Regions from separate parts of the Sus scrofa genome. Here regions 1 and 3 are each linked to region 2. The links are chromatin contacts, called in public Hi-C and HiChIP or PLAC-seq maps. All regions are on one chromosome and are shown on one strand. The core of a region is the stretch at or near the end of the contact, and the rest is flanking DNA. Distances in the headings are between cores, read along the strand shown.

The links. A called contact is a pair of places that touch in the nucleus more often than the background predicts. HiChIP or PLAC-seq counts read pairs in DNA pulled down with a chosen protein or histone mark.
Region 1: a Hi-C map of embryonic fibroblasts shows a contact between it and region 2, with 1.8 times the contacts expected there. The contact joins two enhancer-like sites. A contact is called at or near these places in 1 of 47 Hi-C or Micro-C datasets (embryonic fibroblasts) and 2 of 2 datasets of contacts at active chromatin or transcription factors (alveolar macrophages and skeletal muscle).
Region 3: an H3K27ac HiChIP or PLAC-seq map of alveolar macrophages shows a contact between it and region 2. The contact joins two enhancer-like sites. A contact is called at or near these places in 19 of 47 Hi-C or Micro-C datasets (alveolar macrophages, brain, embryonic fibroblasts and 12 more) and 2 of 2 datasets of contacts at active chromatin or transcription factors (alveolar macrophages and skeletal muscle).

Annotation. Positions count from the first base shown.
Region 1 is chr15:67,212,898-67,215,749 of Sscrofa11.1, reverse strand. The region is part of intron 6 of RBMS1 (RNA-binding motif, single-stranded-interacting protein 1); the gene reads left to right. Among named protein-coding and RNA genes, the nearest start is that of ITGB6, 93 kb to the right of the region's middle. Within about 2 kb of position 1,354, at least 7 of the 83 cell types and tissues checked have an H3K27ac peak or open chromatin away from gene starts, as enhancers often do. A contact at or near this core is called in embryonic fibroblasts, where this site is marked.
Region 2 is chr15:67,788,301-67,791,280 of Sscrofa11.1, reverse strand. No RefSeq gene overlaps it. Among named protein-coding and RNA genes, the nearest start is that of TANK, 180 kb to the left of the region's middle. Within about 2 kb of position 1,675, at least 48 of the 83 cell types and tissues checked have an H3K27ac peak or open chromatin away from gene starts, as enhancers often do. A contact at or near this core is called in alveolar macrophages, embryonic fibroblasts and omental adipose tissue, where this site is marked.
Region 3 is chr15:67,236,788-67,239,839 of Sscrofa11.1, reverse strand. All of the region lies in intron 2 of RBMS1 (RNA-binding motif, single-stranded-interacting protein 1), which reads left to right. Among named protein-coding and RNA genes, the nearest start is that of ITGB6, 120 kb to the right of the region's middle. Within about 2 kb of position 1,454, at least 3 of the 83 cell types and tissues checked have an H3K27ac peak or open chromatin away from gene starts, as enhancers often do. A contact at or near this core is called in alveolar macrophages and omental adipose tissue, where this site is marked.

The sequences.
Region 1 (2,852 bases), core at 105-2,604, 580 kb after region 2:
GATGGTTTATGTAACGATCAAGTTGCTTAGCCGGCATACACAGAATTACCCAGGATGATTTGCATCAGAGCACTCAGATTCTTGCACGACTGGTGATTTGCCCGTGACATTAGCCAAGGAGAAGAGAAACCTGTATTAGACACAGTCCCCAAAAGACACTTTCTGCACATTGACAAGCTGAACAGTGTGACACTCTTAAGGAGGTTTCTAGATGGTAGAGCAGAAGGAGGTCAACTACACACATGAGTTGTCACTTCTTTTTTTTTTTTTTGTCTTTTGTCTTTTGTCTTGTCTTTTTTTTGTTGTTGTTGTTGTTGTTATTGTTGCTATTTCTTGGGCCACTCCCGTGGCATATGGAGGTTCCCAGGCTAGGGGTTGAATTGGAGCTGTAGCCACCGACCTACGCCAGAGCCACAGCAACGCGGGATCCGAGCCGAGTCTGCAACCTACACCACAGCACGGCAACGCCGGATCGTTAACCCACTGAGCAAGGGCAGGGATCGAACCCGCAACCTCATGGTTCCTAGTCGGATTCGTTAACCACTGCACCACGACGGGAACTCCATGAGTTGTCACTTCTGATATGCCACCCATCATCCCTCTGCCAACACACTTTTCATATCAGGGTGGTGTGGCTGGGTTCCCCAGGCCAGGCATACCCCACACTGACCTGGGACATGGAACGTAATGTGGTAGATATCTAGAGTTCCAAAAGAATCCGGTATACTGCAGCACCATGTTTTCTGCAATCCGCTTTCTGATTTTACTTTTAAAAAATCTGGTGCTTTTGTGTCTGATGTTACCGTATTTTCATTATCTTATGGTAAATTCTTCAAGCATTACTTTATAGTTGGTGTTAAAAAAAATTGCTCATGAGGCCTTTCCTTCTATCCATCCCTACCCAGTCTCATTTTTCCCTGAAAATGTTGAAGCCTTGTCCTTTGGATTTACCTTGACTTTGAGCACTGGCTGTTTTGCAGTAAGTCAGTTTTGCTTGGAAGGACCCCAAGAAGGGTCAAAAAACTGAAAACTTCTGTGGGACAATCTAGGTGAATTCCATAGAACTCAAAAATAAGTACGTCCTATTTGCTTGATAAAAATTCCATTCTGGAGAAATCATGCAGTGGTGGTTTCCCACCCAGTGGATGTTAGAAACAAGTGATGAGAAGTCCTAGTGAGAACTGATGTCCAAATTAGGAGATGTGCCCAAGGCAAAAACACTGTCGCTCATGGTCACGATTCAAGGATTTGTCTAAAAAAATGTTCTTCCAGTACCTTCCTGGAAGAGAGTACAGCCTCCAAGAAGACTAATGCACATGGCATGTTAGCTGCAGTTCTCCACAGGCTGCTTGCCCTGCTGCGCTCTGTTTTTGATTCTGTGGGAAGCGCACACAAGGTTACCCCTGGACCAAGGCCATGCATATATTCAATACTGCAGGAGGCAGTGTGATCACATCACTCTTTCTGGACCTCTTCTTGATATTAATGGAGTCTGAATAAGTCCTTGTGTGCTAAGGGCAGAGAGTTTTTTAAAAGAAAAAAGTGTCGGCGTTCCCATCGTGGCTCAGCAGAAACGAATCTGACTAGTATCCATGAGGATGCAGGTTTGATCCCTGGCCTCACTCAGTGGGTTAAGGAGCAGTATTGCCATGAGCTGTGGTGTGGGTTGCAGACGTGGCTCAGATCTGGTGTTGCTGTGGTTGTGGTGTAGGCTAGCAGCTGTGACTCTGATTTGACCCCTAGCCTGGGAACTTCCATATGCTACAGCTGCGGCCCTAAATAGACAAAAAAAAAAAAAAGTGTCTGGTCACCACCATGTTCATGCACATTCCCATTGTTGCAATGGCATCATTCGGCCACATTGTCCAGAGCTTTGCCTGGGTCATGGAAGAGCTCCAGTGAAGTGCGTACATGACTGCTGGCCAACTCCATCCAAAGACCTAAGCTTGTTTTACATCTGCTTTCTGTGTTACTTTGACTTTTCAGATTGGGTACATGCCCAGGAGGGCTTGAAAACTGCTCTTACCCACATTCTGGAATGTTCTTTACATAGGGAAAGTTACTAGGGCCTTATCCTCTGCGAGGAGACAGAAAAGGTAATGTTTAGAGGAAAAATTACAAATCTAGTAAAAAGGCTGGAAATCTTTCACGGGTTTTTATTGCCCGTTTCGTTTCCTGAATGTTTGTCTTAAGCCCTGTTACTGTACTAAAAACAGAAAATTTTGGCACCTCTAGGACAAGAGAAATACTTAAAGACACGTGCGATGCTCCTGGTACCTCTAAGACAGTGTGATCATACCTTTGGGACTGTGACGTGTTCACGTCTCCCTCACCCAGTGTGTACAGTAGAGCAGGGTCTAAATGTGCATATTGTTGAGCTGTTCCCTCCACAGGCTGGAAGCTTATGAGTAAATCATTGCCATGAAAGCAAAAGCGCTGGAACCATCCTGGGAGGCCAGGGGGGTGAGGGCTGTCTTGCAGAACCAAAACCCCCATACATTCTCTACCAAGGAAGGAAGTCTGGCTTTTACAAGGGACCACACCTAGAAGTGTGCCAGTGTTTTAACTCCCGAGTGCTTTGAATGCCACGTCAGGCTTACGATGAGACTGCGTCAGGCAGCTGTTACCACCCTGGATGGTGACACACACACCCCCCAGCAGTCCCCCTCCAGTCACCTTTCTACACCTTTCTACTCAGGTTCTGCCAGAGACGAACAATAAATCATGGAGTAAGATTTTATTAAAGCATAAAGATCTTGGGTGGAAGATGTAGGTGTTACTATGAAACAGTTTTTTTCTGAAAGGCATTTTCCAGTAACTTTATCCTTAACTACAGCTGGAACGTTTCTTTT
Region 2 (2,980 bases), core at 426-2,925:
GTCCTTGTAATAGGTTTATGGTGGTGTCTCATCATGTATTTAATTTGAATTTCCCTAGTGGCTAATAATGTAGAACACTTTTCATTTGCTTACTTGCCATCCACATTTCCTCTCTGGCTAAATATCTGTTCAAGTCTTTTGCCCATTAAAAAATTGGGTTGTTTTCTTACTTTTGAGTTCTGATAATCCTTTACATATTCTGGATACAAGTCTTTGTCAGATATGTGATTTGAGAATATTTCTCCCGTTTTCTCATTCTCTCAACAGTGTCTTTCATAGAGCAGAAGCTTTAAAACGTGAGGTCTCAGGATTGGTCTTGAATATTCCATGTGGATGCTGGTTGATTCTCAGTCTCCCAGCTTCCCTTCATCTCATCCCCATATGTTTGGTCTCCGCATTGAATTCCCAAGATTCTCTCATACCACTTGCCCAAAGAGTTAATTCGAGCTCTTTATTATGTAATATAAAGAAATACTTGAGTTGCTTTTAAAATCAATTCAACATTTGGTAAGTTCGTTATGCTCTTGTATCCATACACATTTCTGAGTCATTCTATCTGGCAGGTAGACACGTGGTCTTCTTCACCTTGCTCTCAGTCAAACCTAGTATATCAGAAGATGTGAGTACCATCACTGTAAGGGATTTTGGAACCCTGGTAGTAAACATGTGGTCTGTGGATCAGCAGTGTCAGCATTACCTGGGAGCCGGTAAGGAATTCAGACTCAGACCCTACCCTGAGCCTAAGAGTTAAAATCTGCATTTTAATGAGATCCCCAGGTGCACATTAACGTTTTCTAGCACAGCTGTATAGCTCATCTGGTTCTCACTCTTATTTTCCAAACAAAGAAACTGAGGTCCGAAGAGATCAAGGATGGACCCAAGGTCAGAGGCAGGTGGTGCTAGAAGCCAGGATGAGAACCTGGCCCTCTCAATTCAAGGCCAGTGTGCTCTGCATGGCACCACCTGCCTCCAGCATTTTGAATGACAACGACAGCCTAAGCTTCTCCCCCATCCTTGGCCATGCGTGGAGCATCAGCATTTGTCTTGATGTGGTCTTGTTCCAAAAGACTCCCTTCACTTCTTATTTCCAATATCCCTTAGGATTATCCAACTTTCAAATTGCAGGCTTTTGAATTTTCCTAATGAAATGAACTAAACACTCTTTGGGGGAATAAAATGATTTTTCCCCTTGCATTTGTTTACTTCTCTGTAAGCTCCTGAGATGGCTTACATGCTAGTTGTTAATCACACCATCTGTTCCAACAGCACTTCGAAATCATTTGATTCATACTTTTCTTTTTAAGGAATTTTTTTTTCTAGAACAATATGTTTATGTCTGTGTTACTCCCATCATTTGGCAATGCAGTATGAGCTATTTAAACTTTCCTATTTATTGTAAATGGCTTTTCAATCAGCAAATATTTTTTTAAATGTGCGTACACCACAAAAAACTGTGTCTACTGACTTTTCAAACATTGGAAACAGTAGAAAAATCTGTTTCAGTCTGTCTGTTGTCAAATTTTTAACCATCTGATTATATTTAAATGAAGCGTTTGGGAGGATGATTTATCTGAATGACCCTGAGAAATTTTCCCCATTGGCCCTGAAGATGGCAGTGCTGTGCAATTTAGCACAACCCTTCACTCCCCGCCTCCACCCCTCAAAAGGAATTTCTGGAATGGGCGAACTGGGGGAGGATTCGCTAAATCTGAACCTTCTAACACTTAGCATAAACCTCTTCTGAACCCTGGGATAATTTGGTTTATCTTTTGCTCCTTTTGTTTTTGTTTAAAGCTGTACCCCATGCATTTCCTGTTTCCAGCCAGGATCAGAAATGGAACTAGTTTAAAGGTTATTCCCATATCACGGGTAACCAGGAAGTGCCTATACAGTTTACTGAGAAGCTGGTTTTCACAAGGCCGCTTGGCTTTAAAAAAAAAATTTTTTTTTTTTTTTTTAAATCCCAACAAAGGCTCAACCCAAGATAAGCAGATAAGTGGGAACTAAGAATACCAGAGGTTTTGAATGCCTACTGGGACCACATCTCTGGGAGCTTGCCACTGCTGTTTTCCTCTTCTCAACAACGGAGGCCTGCTGTCACATTCTTTAAATTTCGTTAGCAGGATCTGGAACAGGGGTTTAGAGGGACACATGCTCAGGCCCCGGGCAGTATAAATTTCTGGCTCCTGTCATTGTTAAGGTATGGGCACAGAAAGAGAAGAGGATGAGAGTGTGTAGATATATCCTACTTACTTTTTGAGACTTTCAAAATTTGGTGACAATTCTACTCCCCAGAAAACATTTATTAAAGATGTAATTATGTGAAAGGCATTATGTTAAGTGCTGTTATAAAGAAGAGCCAGCAATATTTATGTGCCACAAGTCAGACCCTTGCCAAATGCTTTAGCAACTTTTCATTTAATCTTTACCAGAATGGTGTGAGGCAGACACTATACTCAATTTTTTTTTTTAACATGTGGAAGCTGAGAGACAGGGAGGTTAGTAAATGTGCTAGGTCATGCAACTTGAAAATAAAATTGCTGAGATTCAAAGTCAAGCCTCCTAAACTTAGAACCTGTACAATCAATTGTTGCCTTGTATTTTGATTTATAGATGATGACATAGCATAGACATCAAACTCTCAAGTTAGAATTAGACATATTTGATACCCATTTAAGGATGTCAGAGAAGGGGAGACTAGGTCTCAGGAGTATTTTCCTTCTGCTAAATGTGACACAGTTGTAAAAAAGCCAGACCTTCAGTGAACATGTATGCCATTTGGTTGGGGAATCAACATGTTCCCCAAGGTGGAACAGCACACCTAAATGACTCAAGATGTCTTTTCCCAGTGTGATCTATTCAGAAAATTTCTAGGGCAGAGACTTGCTAATAAAACTATGGAGGAGTTCCCTGGTGGCCTAGTGGTTAAGGACTTGGATTCCATCATAGGTCAGGGAACTTCTGTATGCCATGGGTGCTG
Region 3 (3,052 bases), core at 205-2,704, 550 kb after region 2:
GTTGTTATTCTTGCAGGTACTGCTAATCCACGGTAGATTTAGACTAAATGTTACTCATCAATAGTGACTTCTCCTCCTCACCCCCTCCATCCCTTGCCTCACAGTATTAAATCTTTCTGCAGATAAAACTAGCAGAGAGGTTGTGATCACTCTGAACCCTGCAGCCCCCTGTCCTGTTCCTTGAGGTGCCACTTGACAGATGGCTCTTCCCCAGTTTTGAAATCCCTTCTCATGTCATCAGAAGAATTTGTTCGGTACTCCATTCTCACAGCATGACAACTGCATCCGCCACTGAGAAGCTAACTCAGCCAGGGGCTGAGCGGTTTAAAGTATTCCATCTTCCAGGTCAGGAACCTCTATTGTCATGAGAGGCTCTTGTGCTGTGAGCAGTATATGTGAGTAGACGCTCACAGAGGAAGATGTTGTAGGGGAGGAAAATCCTTCAAACCTCTTCCCCCCAGCCCCCAGGTAACTCCAGCGAAGCATCCTCCTGACCCACTGGATGACAGGGACCCAAGATGCAGTAATCACAGAGCAAAAACTGCTTTGCTTTCTAACGCTGAAGTCATGGGCTTTCAGTGTAAACCCGCAAATCATGATGAAAACCACAATAGAAAGTAAAACTGATAAATTTCAGAAATCTCTTTTCTCCTACACACCCCCATCTCTCCTTCAACCCTGACGCACATGTTTATTTCTTGTGTCTAAAACAAACAAACAGGAGTTCCCACTGTGGTACAGTGGGTAAAGGATCCGGTATTGCCACAGCTGTGGCATAGGTCACAGCTGCAAGTCAATCCCTGGCCTGGGAAATTTCATATACCACGGGTGCAGCCAAAAAATAAACAAATAAAAATGAAACAAAAATCTTACTTTGCCTTGAAAAATAAATCTATTACAACCCCTTAATAGAAAAGATCTTCCATTATTTTCCCCTCTCCTTTCATATTCTGAGCATGTAGAGGAAACATTGTTTCTCAAAATTGTATCATAGATAAGTAGTGAAAACTTAAATTTAACAGCTTAGTTTTGAATTTGGGGGTTAGAGGCAAGATTTTAGGCTCAAAACTTCTGTGAACTTTTGTTTTCTACTTTGTAAAAATGGGAATAATAGCTATCACATAAGATTGTCGTGAAGTCAGTTCAATAAGGTCATACATAAAAAGTACCTAGAACTTAAGTAGAAACTGGGTAAATGTCATTCCCTTCTTGGTTTCTTACAAAATCACCCACTAAATGATTGAGGAGATTAAAGATGGTCTCATGGAAAAGCTAGTGTTCCAGCAGGTTGTTTGTTCAAGCATAAGTTAGAGAAAGGGGCTATGGAGAGATGTCAGAGCCATGTGTAGAGTGATATTTAAGGCAGACTAATGCAGCAGACAGAGTTGAGAGGAGGCTGAGGAGGAGGAGACAGAGGCAGAGGCAAGAACTGTGATATGCCTTCTGCATGAATGTAGGCACAGTGAAGGGGAGGGATGACTATTGGACACATATCAGAGGCAAAACTCAGAAGAGTTATTGACTGGCTGGATTCAGGAATGGCTGAATTGGTGACGTCTCAAGAACTGGAAGCTTGGCAAAAGATTGGGAATGTGATCATGCTATTAAAAGAAGGAAAAAAAGAGGGAGGGGTGTGTTTGGGGTTCTTTGAGGGGGGAATTTAGAAAATAGTGGGCTTGAGGTATTTCAACTAGATATTTAAGTATCTTAATCAAATATTAAGAGAACCAAGTAAAGAGAGAGAAACAAAAACTAAAGCTTTGGTGGGATTTAAAAAAACCACAAACACCCAGGAAGGAGAAATGGGCATCATCAAAGAAGATGGATTAATTCCGTCCTTGGCACTGGATGTATTTCCTAGGAAAAAGAAGGGTTGAGGACTGACTTTTCAATGTAACGAAAGTACCTGGTTAAGGAGAGAGTGGAGGAAGCTGAATGAGGAAAAAAAAAAAAAAAAAAAAAAACACTGAAGAATGCCCAGAAAGGTGGGACGAGTTCCTAGGAGTGAGAGACCTGGAAGCATAGGTGCAGAAGTAAGGAGTAATTTCAGATGTAGTAAAACCAAAGAGAATGCAGATCAGAAGAGAGTGTGGCAAGGATCAAGTCCCAGTCCTGCCAGAAGGCTCTTTTCCTGCTTCCCACCTCTGCCTCTCACCATGTCTTTCCCAACATTAAGGTGGAGAGCAGAACCAGAGGGTAGAAGGCCAGCGCCTGACCTCCTCCAAACTTGCCTTCTTCTGTATGTTTTACAAAAGACCCTGACCTCAGTGACCTCGAGCAAAGGCTCTTAATCTCAGTGACCCCCTCAATCTCCTTATCTTCCACTGGAGTTATACCAATTTTCTTTCCGACTTTTGGAAAGAGCTGAGGCAGCGATGCAGCCTCAAAGCATTTTCAGCTAAAACATGTGCAGAGGAGAGAGAGCACTGGTAAATAATCAAGCATGTCAATAATCTAGGTAGATAAATGGTTGCTAAAAGGTATTCTTTAAATCACTTATTTTTTTTTCCTGGTTTGCAGATTTATTTATTTATTTATTTACTGTAAGCTTAGTGACCTGTGTTAAGGTTGTTATAAATACTCAGCATCTCTACGGGGAATTGAAGGTGTTTGTGCAGTATTATGCCTCTTAGATGTAATTGTCATTTGAACCTTAAATTATCTTTACTTTCATGCCCAGTTAGTAATCATTTGATTACATGATTACACAGAGTGGAAATTAACAGAGGGAGAGAGGTGGCCCTAGCCATTTGTTTTTTCCAGATAAGTATCTTTCAGCTTGTTCAACACATAAAATAGAAACCTACCACATTTAAAATGTTTCAAAGTGCTATGCAGATACTTCCTCTTCCTAAAACTTTTTTCAAAGAATCTTTTTAGTCCTCAGCAACAACCATAAGAAAGGAATGTTAGAGGAAATCTGAAATTTTTGAAGTAAATATATAGGAAAGTAAAATTTTGGACTTTGCCATGTATATAAATAGGGAAATGGTCTCAGATACCAGAGGTATGTTGTGTGCATTTCCCAAAGACACAGTGAATTTTTAAGAAT